Linked DNA regions of Macaca mulatta: all the other regions are linked to region 3. A link is a contact called in public Hi-C data. All regions are on one chromosome and are shown on one strand. The core of a region is the stretch at or near the end of the contact, and the rest is flanking DNA. Distances in the headings are between cores, read along the strand shown. Region 1 holds the start of LOC114679676. Region 2 holds the start of PNN (pinin, desmosome associated protein). Region 3 holds the start of FBXO33 (F-box protein 33).

What was found. A called contact is a pair of places that touch in the nucleus more often than the background predicts.
Region 1: a Hi-C map of fetal cortex germinal zone shows a contact between it and region 3, with 2.2 times the contacts expected there. The contact joins the promoter of LOC114679676 here to the promoter of FBXO33 in region 3. A contact is called at or near these places in 2 of 14 Hi-C or Micro-C datasets (fetal cortex germinal zone and fetal cortical plate).
Region 2: a contact with region 3 is called in a Hi-C map of fetal cortex germinal zone, with 2.5 times the contacts expected there. The contact joins the promoter of PNN here to the promoter of FBXO33 in region 3. A contact is called at or near these places in 6 of 14 Hi-C or Micro-C datasets (blood, cortical neurons, fetal cortex germinal zone and 3 more).

Annotation. Positions count from the first base shown.
Region 1 is chr7:112,210,824-112,214,752 of T2T-MMU8v2.0, forward strand. LOC114679676 reads left to right here and starts at 1,470. Exons shown (of 2, transcript XM_028851990.2): 1 at 1,470-3,046; 2 at 3,237-3,929. The coding sequence starts at 2,312. The coding sequence ends at 3,332. SEC23A (SEC23 homolog A, COPII coat complex component) reads right to left here and starts at 2,907. Exons shown (of 20, transcript NM_001261363.1): 1 at 2,750-2,907.
Region 2 is chr7:112,287,627-112,291,124 of T2T-MMU8v2.0, forward strand. PNN (pinin, desmosome associated protein) reads left to right here and starts at 1,792. Exons shown (of 9, transcript XM_002805022.4): 1 at 1,792-1,935; 2 at 2,611-2,682; 3 at 3,063-3,131. The coding sequence starts at 1,823.
Region 3 is chr7:112,548,988-112,553,037 of T2T-MMU8v2.0, forward strand. FBXO33 (F-box protein 33) reads right to left here and starts at 1,415. Exons shown (of 4, transcript XM_001093383.5): 1 at 813-1,415. The coding sequence starts at 1,411.

The DNA.
Region 1 (3,929 bases), core at 220-2,719, 340 kb before region 3:
TAGTCATGCAATCTTAAAATCACGAATTCAAGGACAAAGTTTGCTAGGCTTAGTCCCATGTCCAACAATGGCATATCTGAAATAAAGTCCTTTTACAAGCCAACTTTTCTTTTATTTTCTTTTCTTTTCTTCTTTTGAGACAGAGTTTTGCTCTTGTTGCCCAGGCTGGAGTGCAATGGCACGATCTCGGCTCACCGCAAACTCCACCTCCTGGTTTCAAGCAATTCTCCTGCCTCAGCCTCCTGAGTAGCTGGGATTACAGGCGTGAGCCACCACACGCGGCTAATTTTTGTATTTTTAGTAGAGATGGGGTTTCTCCACGTTGGTCATGCTGGTCTCGAACTCCCGACCTCAGGTGATCCACCCGCTTCCGCCTCCCAAAGTACTGGGATTACAGGTGTGAGCCACCGGGCCCAGCCACAAGCTAGCTTTTCATAAAATGATATTATTTGATAAGCACTCTCTCCCCTAATACTAACAGGTTTGCATAAAAGTATTAAACCAAAGAAATATTATTCCACACACTATATTAGAATGCAGACTTAGCATACTAGCATACTAGTCTCTTTTATTTTTGAGATGGAGTCTCACTCTACCACCCAGGTTGGAGTGCGGTGGCGCCATTTCGGCTCACGGCAACCTCCACCTCCCGGGTTCAGGCGATTCTCCCGCCTCATCCTCCCGAGTAGCTGGGATTACAGGCGCGAGCTACTATGCCCGGCTAATTTTTCTATTTTTAATAGGGATGGGGTTTCACCTTGTTGGCTAGGCTGGTCTTGAACTCCTGACCTCAGGTGATCCGCCCGCCTCGGCCTCCCAAAGTGCTGGGATTACAGGCATAAACCGCTGCGCCCAGCCACTAGTCTTTTTTTTTTTTTTTTTTTTAGGTGATACAAAACACAAAAGACTATTCTAAAGAAATGTCCGATTTCAGTACAATATACTTTAGTTACATAATTTTATCATAATAGAGCTAAAAGCTAAGAAGCAAACCATTATGTCACTTTAACCTAGTATATCAAATATGTGCCCAAGTAGTATTTTAAAAGACTTCCCTGGCCAGGCGCAGTGGCTCACGCCTGTAATCCCAGCACTTTCGGAGGCCGAGGCGGGTGGATCAGGAGGTCATGAGATCGAGACCAGCATGGCCAATATGGTTAAACTCCGTCTCTACTAAAAAATACAAAAATTAGCCAGGCGTGGTGGCGGGCGCCTATTAGTCCCAGCTACTAGGGAGGCTGAGGCAGGAGAACAGCTTGAACCTGGGAGGCAGAGCTTGCAGTGAGCTGAGATCCTTCAACTGCACTCCAGCCTGGGTGACAGGGAGAGACTCCATCTCAAACAAACAAACCAAAAAGACTTTCCCTATGATAGTTTCTCATATTCTAATTTAAGCTCTTTTATTCATACCTAATTGAAAATTTACTTGCCAAGTAAATTTGAGTTCCTTCCAATTAGATGTATTTGTTAGTAGCCAATTAAATTTGTCTCCTACTTTTCACTTGTAAAATCCTCAATGAACTGTCTTCTTATGATCTTGGACAATTTAACCTCTCTGAATCCTCTGTTTTTCTCATCAGCAAGATAAGAGACTTGGACTAGAAAACCACAAGATCCCATCTAACTCTAAAATTCTGTAAATCAGGCCCGGCGTGGTGGCTCACACTTGTAATCTCAGCACTTTGGGAGGCCGAGATGAACGGATCACGAGGTCAGGAGATCGAGACCATCCTGGCTAACACAGTGAAACCCTGTCTCTACTAAAAATACAAAAAAAGCCAGGCGTGGTGGCAGGCGCCTGCAGTCCCAGCTACTCGGGAGGCTGAGAAAGGAGAATGGCATGAACCCGGGAAGGTGGAGGTTGCAGTGAGCCGAGATCACGCTACTTCTGAAATGATGTTCATTCACTACCAGAGGAGGAAAAGAAGGAAAACTTAACATGCACTTATATTTTAATCTAAAACCTTTTTAAATCAAGTTAATTTGGCTAGTTATCCATGGCTTTGGAGGGTAGAGGTTAAGGGAGTTCACGTGAAAACGAGAATTCCACATACCCCCTCCAGTGATTGATGTAGATTTACTATTACTTTCCTCAGGTAGTACCTTTACCACCAAATCGGGAAACACTACTTGCCTTAGAAAGAAAGCCCAATGGGATAGGATTGGTCCTGCTGGAAAACTCAACTTTTTGTAATCAAAACCTAAGGCATTATCTTTACCTAGCTCTTTTCCCCTTTAACTTCCAAGGCTGAATTACGGGTGACGTAGTTAATTGGGTTCAAAGTCTAGGACACTCCAGATCTGGCAAGGAATGAAACAGAAAGTCCAAGGGCCCAGAGGCGATGATGGGCTTGGGTGGAGGTGGGTGGCCCAGGAGGTGGAGGTGGGTGGCCCAGGAGGTGGGGGTGGGTGGCCCAGGAGGTGGGGGTGGGTGCTGGGCGAGATGCTCCAACCACCGTTTTCCACACGACTCCCATCTTTCCACCGAATCCTGGGGAGCCAGAGGAGGAGCCCGGGCCCCCGGCCCCGGCAGAGCCAAGTGGGTGAGAGGGTGGCAAGCTCACCGCTCAACGCTCCCCGCGCCGGACTGGGCCTCAGACTCCGGCACACCTCGCGGGCCCGAGGGCACCGAGAGGGCAGAGCCGGGACCACCCCAGGACCCCAGCCGCCAGCCCGCCGCCGCCAGCCCGCCCCCGCTTTCCGCTGCGCACCTGAGGTCCCCCAGGAGCGGAGACGAGGCGGCCCTTACCTCACTGTCCCCCTGCCGGACCCGTCGCAGCCTCCGCTTTGCAAAATCAGTCCTCTCCGCCCAGGAGGAGCAGTCCGTGGCACCGCAATCAGGGCTGGCGCCACCCCGCCCCGGGCCTCACCGAAGACCTCCGCCCGGCCAACATGGCTGGCGCCGCCTCTGCCACGTCAAGAGGAGGGGACGGGGCGTGAGGGCAGGAAGGGGGCAGGAAGGGGCGGGCGCAGAGTTACCCGGGCGGGCCACCGTCCCCTGAGCTTAATAACCGGAGGATTTGAGAAAGGCGCGCGGCGGGCGAAGGTACCGAGAGGGAAGAAGGGAGGAGAGGTAGCGGGGACCGAGCCAGAGGGGCGGAAGAACCCGGACAACCCAGGCAGCCGGGCGGCCGAGGGGCGTGGGACCGGGCACAGCGGGACCGGGAAAGGGAGCGGCGCCGGGGGAGCTCCTTCACCCCGCTCCGCAGAGCCACAGCGTATCCCACTACCTGCAGGTCGCGGAAGGAGTGGAGCACTGGTGCCACTCGGACACCTTAACTTACGGAGAGAAATGGAGACGGCCTCCAGGACATCTTAAGGACCCTGGTTGATTCGGAGAATCACAAATAATCTCTGAAAAAAGAGAGTTCATTCTTTCACTTAGTGCAACAAATATTTACTGAACACTTACTATGTGCCAGACACGATTGAGATGCTGGTGATATGATGCAGGCAAGGTAGGCCCAGATCCCTGGCCCGAAAGATTTCACGTACTATTTATGTATTCTAGTCAGCCTGTCTTTTCCTCCTACATTGCCTCTGCCACCTCTACTCTGTTTCCCCCCACCCCCAACACATACACACAGTACAATATTTGGCTGATTCATCTTGATATATTCAATGTTTTTCTTTCCAAGAAAAAAGTTGAACAAAATGAGAAAGCAACAGACTGGTGAGACGTAAGAGCTTGGTGGTCTCAGACAACCCCATCCTTCAGTGAGAGGAATGGAATTAAGTGCCCATGGAATTAATTGCTTATATGACAACACCTAAAATCCTGCAAAGTTTAGCCATATCCACATTTTATGGAATGGAAAAAAAGATCAAGTCCCTGTCCTTCAAAGCTCGTATTCATGATAAATAAGACAGCAGCACCAGGCTAGGCGCAGTGGCTCACGCCTATAATCCCAACACTGGGAGGCAGAGGC
Region 2 (3,498 bases), core at 542-3,041, 260 kb before region 3:
GCAGGAATCACAACTATCTTGTTCTAGGCTTTATTTTCAAACCCTAGCTTACTGCTGATACACAATGGAAGCTCTAAAAGATGACTGGATTAAAGTGGTAGCTTGAGTTAATTAATATACCGGGCCCACTAATGCTTTGTACAAGGAAGATAGATGCCTGGCTGAGATTATTTATTAACAATGCTTTGTTTCTGTGGGAAAGTGTTTTGGTTTTTTTGTTTGTTTGGGACACAGTCTCACTCTGTCACACAGGCTAGAGTGCAGTGGTGCAATCTCGGCTCACTGCAACCTCCTCATCCGGGGCTCAAGCTATCCTCCTGACTCAGCCTCCCGAGTAGCTGGGATTACAGGCGTGCACCACCACTCCCGGCTAATTTTTGCATTTTTAGTAAAGGCGGGGTTTCAACATGTTGGCCAGGCTGGTCTCCAGCTCCTGGCCTCAAGTTATCCACCTGCCTCAGCCTCCCAAAATGCTGGGATTACGGACATGAGTCACTGTGCCTGGCCTGTGAAAAAACTGTTTTCTGAGCTTCCATTTGTGTATACATATGTTTATAGAACAAAACTGGTTCCCACACTGGCAGTGCAGGTAGGGCAGAACCAGAAGCAGGACAACACACACAGACACCACTAACAATAGGGCCGCTCCCTTAGGCCTGGTCTTAACCAGCTCTAGGCCAGGTGAAGAGGCTAACTCAACCATGACTGCCTGTCTCGCTATTGCTTTCTTTTCTCTAGTACAGATGCTCAGGGTCTAATCAGAGACTGATTCTCAACTGGCGCGACCAAGGGACAGTTATATTATCTCCAGTCTCAATTTCCTTATCAGTAATAACAGGCATTTTTATCCACACTTTTAGTTTGTGAGGAATAAGGCACGTAGAGGGTTTCACAGAGGGTCGGGAACAAGATCAACCCCTAACCAATGTTAGTCATTATGATTAATGACTTTTCCTAGTTTTTATTTTTGTCTTCCTTCTGCTCACTTTAGCCTAATCAGGGTGGGCGTGGTGACTCAAGCCTGTATTCCCAGCACTCTGGGAGGTAGAGGCGGGCGGATCACCTGAGGTCAGGAGTTCGAGACCAGACTGCCCAACATGGTGGAATCCGGTCTCTAATAATACAAAAATTAGCCAGGCGTGTTGGCAAGCGCCTGTAGTCCCAGGTACTCGGGAGACTGAGGCAGGAGAATCGCTTGAACCTGGGAGGCGAAGGTTGCAGTGAGCCGAGATGGTGTCACTGCACTCCAGCCTGGGCGACAGAGCGAGACTCCGTATGAAAAAAAAAAAAAAATTAACCTAATAGAGGAAAGCACGCGCCCACCCCCTCTCTGAGCATGCGCACCAACAGAATAGCCGCGCCCTTTTCTAATTAAACCATTAACCAAGGTGAGGGTAAGGAAGAAAAGGAGGCTTGGCTAAGTCCCACCCTGATGTGATCAGGTTAAAACTGTGTAAGGCACATTACATCATAGGTTAAAAGGCCTGGAAAACTCCGCGCTCTCCTTGCCAGAACTGCAGGCTTGCGGGCCAAGTCTCTGAGAACTCAGGGATTGTGAAACCCGCCCCGGCTCTGCGCTAGCAGCGGGATCCAGGCACCCGCAGCTAATTGGGGAGGGAGGTGACTGCCTGGCTGACTTTTCATTGGCCCAGAGTCACAAAGGCTGCAGGTTCTTCCCCCTTCCGGTCGCTGAGTGGTTGAGGCCGGAAAACAACGCTCATCGTCATTGGCTGAGCCCGGCTGTCAGTCCTTTCGCGTCTCGGCGGCGCGGCACAGCCCGGCGCGGCCTGTAAAGCAGTCTCAGGCCTGCTGCAGGGAGAAGATGGCGGTCGCAGTGAGAACTTTGCAGGAACAGCTAGAAAAGGCCAAAGAGAGCCTTAAGAACGTGGATGAGAATATTCGCAAGCTCACCGGGCGGGATCCGAATGACGTGAGGTAAGGGCTTAACGGGAACTCGGAGCTCGGAGAGGCAGCCCTCTGGTCGGGGTGAATTGGGGGCGGGGAGGGCGGCCAGCCTTCAGAAGGCTGGAACCTCGAGGCCTGTTCGCGGGGCGGCGGGTAAAACCATGTTCTCGCCGAGGTGGAAAAGCCCCAGGCCCCCATCGTAGAGCGCTGGTCTCAGGTTCCTGAGAAAGGAGAGCGAGTCCTGGATACGCCGGCATGGTTTCTCAGGCCTGTGAGAAGACCCAGACTACTGATTCCCGCCCTCGGCCCTGCAGGCCCGGAACTGCAGCACAAAGCCCCTTCCCGCTCTGGCGGGCACCCGGCCCAGGGCTGGCCCCGAGACCCTGCCGGGACGCCACTAGCCACTTCACCCCAACCTCTTGCCCACGTGCAGCTTCCTCGGGGATGGCGGGATGGGGACCTGATTCAGGCTTTTCAATGTGTGGGGGCATCGAGGTGATTATAATTTCTGTGATACAGGTCCTGGAGAAACGAGGAAGTTAAATGAAATAGTACGTCCTGTCCTGTTTCAGACACTTGGGTTTATTTGAAACTATCTTTTTGGAACTTTTGCGATTTTCTCCTTGGATCCATATCTCTGAAAGTAATTGGTGCAACTATGTGTGTCTGCATATGATCTTGCACTGATTTGTAAATCTCTTACAGGCCCATCCAAGCCAGATTGCTGGCCCTTTCTGGTCCTGGTGGAGGTAGAGGACGTGGTAGTTTATTACTGAGGTAAGATTTCCTTTGGACTTTACTCATGCTGAAACTACTGGTACTTTACTTACAAATATATTGGCTTGCACAAAACCTGTGATAAAATCGATAACCCAGTGTTTGTTGTCTTTGTTTAATGCTTGTGATAGACTAGGTTTCCGTATAAATACAGTTATCCTGAAAAACTGGAGGTCGAAGAATATATTAAGTGTACCAATTTTGAGTGAACTTAATTCTTATAGTTTAAAGTAACACTAAAAGCATTTTGGGAATGAATGCCCATTTAAGGCTACTTTAGTTGGAAAGGTTTTTAAAATTTCAACCATATTCTCTTGTCAAATGGAAATACCGTTTATCTTGTATTTCAAGTGCTTTATGTTGAACATTTTAAATTTCAGGCGTGGATTCTCAGATAGTGGAGGAGGACCCCCAGCCAAACAGAGAGACCTTGAAGGGGCAGTCAGTAGGTAGGTCTGTAAAAAGATTCCTGAAGTCTTCTTTAGTTTCTGATGTACAACACAAATACAAATATTTATTAATAATAATGCTGTTTGAGTAATATTACAATTGAGTAGTGTGCCACTTCCCCCCCCTCACAAGTTCTCTTGGTATTTGATTGAACTGAGTCAGTTCTCTCAAAACACAGTTCTGCACTCATGATAACCCACAGTTTATCAAAATAAAGGTCAGGTGAAGAGTAAATTTGGAAAAATTGTCAATTAGTACCATTTTTTTCTGACTTGTAATTGAAATACTTAACCAGTTTGAAATACTTAGAAAATACAGGAGAGCAGAGTTAGTTTGGGTGTTAGTTCACATGTTGTATTCTTTCTC
Region 3 (4,050 bases), core at 165-2,664:
TTTTGGAGGTGGCGATGGAGAAAAATGACGATTGGAAGGGATACTGGGTCAGAACATAAGGTGTTGGTTCCAGAATTACAGGGAAGTCCTGATGCAAAACCAGAAGAGTTATGTGCTTACCCTTTGCAGACCCTGGCCAACTCCCTCGCTGCCCGCCCCCCTCCTCCGCCCGACTGTTACTTTTAAGTGAACTACTGGGGACAAGTTGAGTGTGGGGGTGTATGGGGAGGGTCTTTCAACCCTGAAGATCAACTTCTTCCCCAAGCCTTTTAACAAACACTCCTCCTTCTCTTCCGGCCTTGTTCAGTTAGCCGAAACTATTTCTGGTAAGAAAACGGCTGTTACAAAATTTCTTTTAGGCAGCGTCCTATGAGTACTCCTTCCCCCACAATGAACTATTTCTAACAGACAGATTGAGAGTCAGAAAATCGTATTATGTGTATGTTTTGTTTCTTCCAAGGCTCACCCACAGGCCTCACCCTCCCAGCCTTAACTCTCCCATCTATAAAATGAAAAATGACAGCGCCTGTCAGCTCCATCCCACGGCCACCGAGAGGATGAATGACTGCCTAGAAGGCGCCAGAAGTGGTGTCTGTTAAACACCCAGTCCACCACTGTCTATAAAGTATCATGATGAGTCCCGTTATGCCCTTCCGCTCAAGGAAACCGCCTGGTTAGAACCAACACTCTCCGTCACTGAAGAAGGCAACGCTGAAGTTGGCCGGGCGCGTATTACGCACAGAATCTGTGTCGGGGTGCGGGAACGGAGCCACCCCCGTTACAGGGCGGGGCGGGGCTCACGACATGCCTACCTGTTGTTCCGGATGCTGACCAGGACGCAAAGCACCAGCTCCAAGTAGGTGCGCAGCACTTCCAGCCAACGAGCAGAGAGCTGCAGGGCCTCGACTTCCTCCCCTCCAGTCCCGGTGTCCGCGCCACCTCCGTCTCCTGGGCCGCCGCCGCTCAGGTAGTTCTCCGCGGCGAATTCAACATGCAGCTCCCGCACGAACCAGCCGCACTTGCGCATGAGGAATTCCAGCCGAGGCTGCTCCGCGGGCGAGACGCGGAGGCAGATGCGGAGCTGGGGCCAGAGGGCCGGATAGAAGAGGCACTCACGCCAGTGGGAGCAGGAGGCCGAGGCCCGCAGCCGGTCGGGCGCCGGCAGAAAAGAGAAGATGTGCACGATCAGCTCGCTGGGCAGCGACGCAGCGCCCGCCGCCTGCCCGCACAGAGCCATCCGGCCCCGTCGCCGGGTGCCGGCTTCCGGCCGCCCCCGCAGTACCCGGAGCAGCCCCCGCAGCCGTCGCAGCTGCTGCAGCCGCAGCCACCGCCACCGCGCCACCCGGGCGGCCCCGGCTCGGGTTCGAGCTCCCGGCGGTCGGGGCTGCGGCACTGACAAGAACAACAACATCAATGACAAGGAAGAAGGGGGCGGAACCGTCGTGGGTCTCGGCGGAACCAACTAGAGCACAAGTTGTAGAGAGGGGGAAAGGCCTCTGCGGGCGTGGCCTGCCGGAGCCAGCCTCTGTCCTCTCAAACTCTACTCACGTGCGTCCGAGGCTGGCACACTGAATAACTGCAATGCCCTCCCTCCTAAAGTTCAGTGGCCCGGAAGCCTCAAGGCATACTGTAAGGGAAAGGCAGCCCTCCCTGCGCCAGTCGGGGGAGACAGAGAAGTGGTAGGAGCTGAGCTTGACGTCGCCTCAGGTGGGAGGAGTCCGGCGCGCACCAGCGCGACTTCCGGAAGAGGGGAGCGCCCGATTGCCTGTAGGGACGGGAGACGCGGCACGTGATCTCTGACGCACGCAGGCCGCGGGGCGGGGCGGGGCGGCACTGGGCGGGGTGGAAACAGCACTTGGCGCCCCTTACGCCTTAGGGCGGACGCTGCGCCCAGTCACATCCGTAAGTCGGTGAATTTTGGCGCTAAGTGGAAGGAGGTGGCGGTACTCTGGCTTATTGCGAGAGGTCGTCACGCTTCTCTGTAAAACGTTTCTCAGTTTGGGCTGAGGACCCTGAGCCAAAGTGGCAGCATGCAGGGCCTTTCTGGGCCATCCCACCTGCCCAAAGTAGGGTTAAGAATTCCTGAGATTGCGCCGCTGAGAGGGAGCAGGCGGACGGGCTGGCTAACCCCGGCGGGCTGTGCGGGGAGGGGCGGCGTGGGGCGTGGCAGAGGCCGCGAGTGGACCTGCCCCGTCGTCCGACCACGAAGGTGGACTTTCGCGCACTCGCTAATGTGTGGGGAAGCAGTGAGGACAGCGTCACCCTTTGGATTCTAAGGGAGAGATCCGCAGGTTGTTACCAGCCTCTTCTCCAGGGCATGAGGAAGGGTCTCTGTTCCCAGGGCTGAGATTTAAGGCTCTTATTGAAGAGAAGTTCACAGTGATGACAGAGCTTTGATTTTCTTTTTCTTCTTTTCTTTTCTTTTTTGCCTGTTACCCCTAACTTAGGTTGTCTAAATCATGTCCCTAACTTCACCACAGCCTACCTGCCAAGTAAACTCTGGTTGCAAAGAGTGGTGAAGTCAGAAAGGATTAAGTGACTTTATGTAATAATCGAGGGTTGCTGCTTTAGGGAGGCTGCCTCTTTATGTAATAATTGAGGGTTGCTTTAGGGAGGCTGTGATTTTGGAACAGCCTCGTTCTTTTGTGGTAAACACCAAGACTCTTTTTTTTGTTGTTGTTTTAAGGGGCGGATAGTTTAATAGGCAAGAAAGAAGGAAGAAGTAGGAAGGAAGAAGCTCCCCTCTACAGAGACAGACGGAGGGGGGGCTCCAAAGTCGGAAGACGAGACCCCCCCCCGCGGCGTTCTAGATGTTCTTAACCCTTTGAGGGCAAAGCTCTCCGTTCATGTTTCTTAATGCCTTACATACGAGTTTGCCAACAACATGATGATGTTTATCAGTTGTGATAGGTTACTTCTCCTAGCCCCTGTTTGCAAGAGTTTTAGGTAATTATACCTTATTAATTTTAATAAACACTTAGAGGGCGAACCGTGGGTTCGGCAGGATGAAACACTACCCATTTACCAGTTTAGAGACATTTAGGTCGTTTCCAGTTATGAATACTGTGAACATTCATATGCAAGTCTTTGTGTGGACGTATGTTTTAATTTGTCTTGGTTAGATAGGAATGAAAGTGATGGGTCGTAGAGTAGTTCTGTGTATAACTTTTTGGGAAACTGGGAAACTTTTCCAAGTGGCTACATCATTTTTCATTCCCACCAGCAATGTATGAGGGTTTCCAGCTCTGACTTTTTTTTTTTGATATTCTGGAAATACACTCTAATTTGAGATTGATATTTGTTTCTTAGCATTTTGCTAGGAACAAGCTACCTTCTTGGATATTGTTAATAATTAGTCTTTAATTATTAAGAATGGTTCCTGAGTAAAATGAAAATATGTCAGTCTGCCATAAATGAAATTAGTTAGTTTAGAATTTCAAACTTTCTCATTAAATGAAGTGTGATAGGAATCCTCTTTTAATAACTATAAGCTAAATAATTAGCTGTGAATCTTGCCCAGTTTCAATAATAAATCTGTGAATTCCAATGGTTGCCCAAAATTTATCTTATCAGGCCAATACATTTAGTATTAATTAAATGTATATGTGGTATGTATATTTAGCATGTTGAGTTAGATTCTTTTGACATGTATTCTATACTGCTAGAATAAAATTGACTCATATAGGGCAGAATGGAATTACATTTTGTGAAGTTATAAAATCTGAGCTATGATTCAGAGTGTGGGAGGAAGTACTGACGTTATAAAGCTCATAAGTACCTAGTAGTACTAAGCTCCAGGTTCCAAAAGTGGCATATTGTCACTATAGCAACCACCATGCTTATTTGGATTTGAAACCCAGGCAACGAGTGGTGGATAGGACTATAGCACTAAGGTAGATATGTGCTCTGGTAGATTGATATGCCTGCCTGTTGATAGTCAATGGTCTGTTCTGTTTTTCTTGTTACACTTATTATGGTTAATTCTTTTAGAGAGAAATTAAGCATTTAATACTTTTGTATTTCTTCTTTTCTAACATGTTAAGTTTAGTG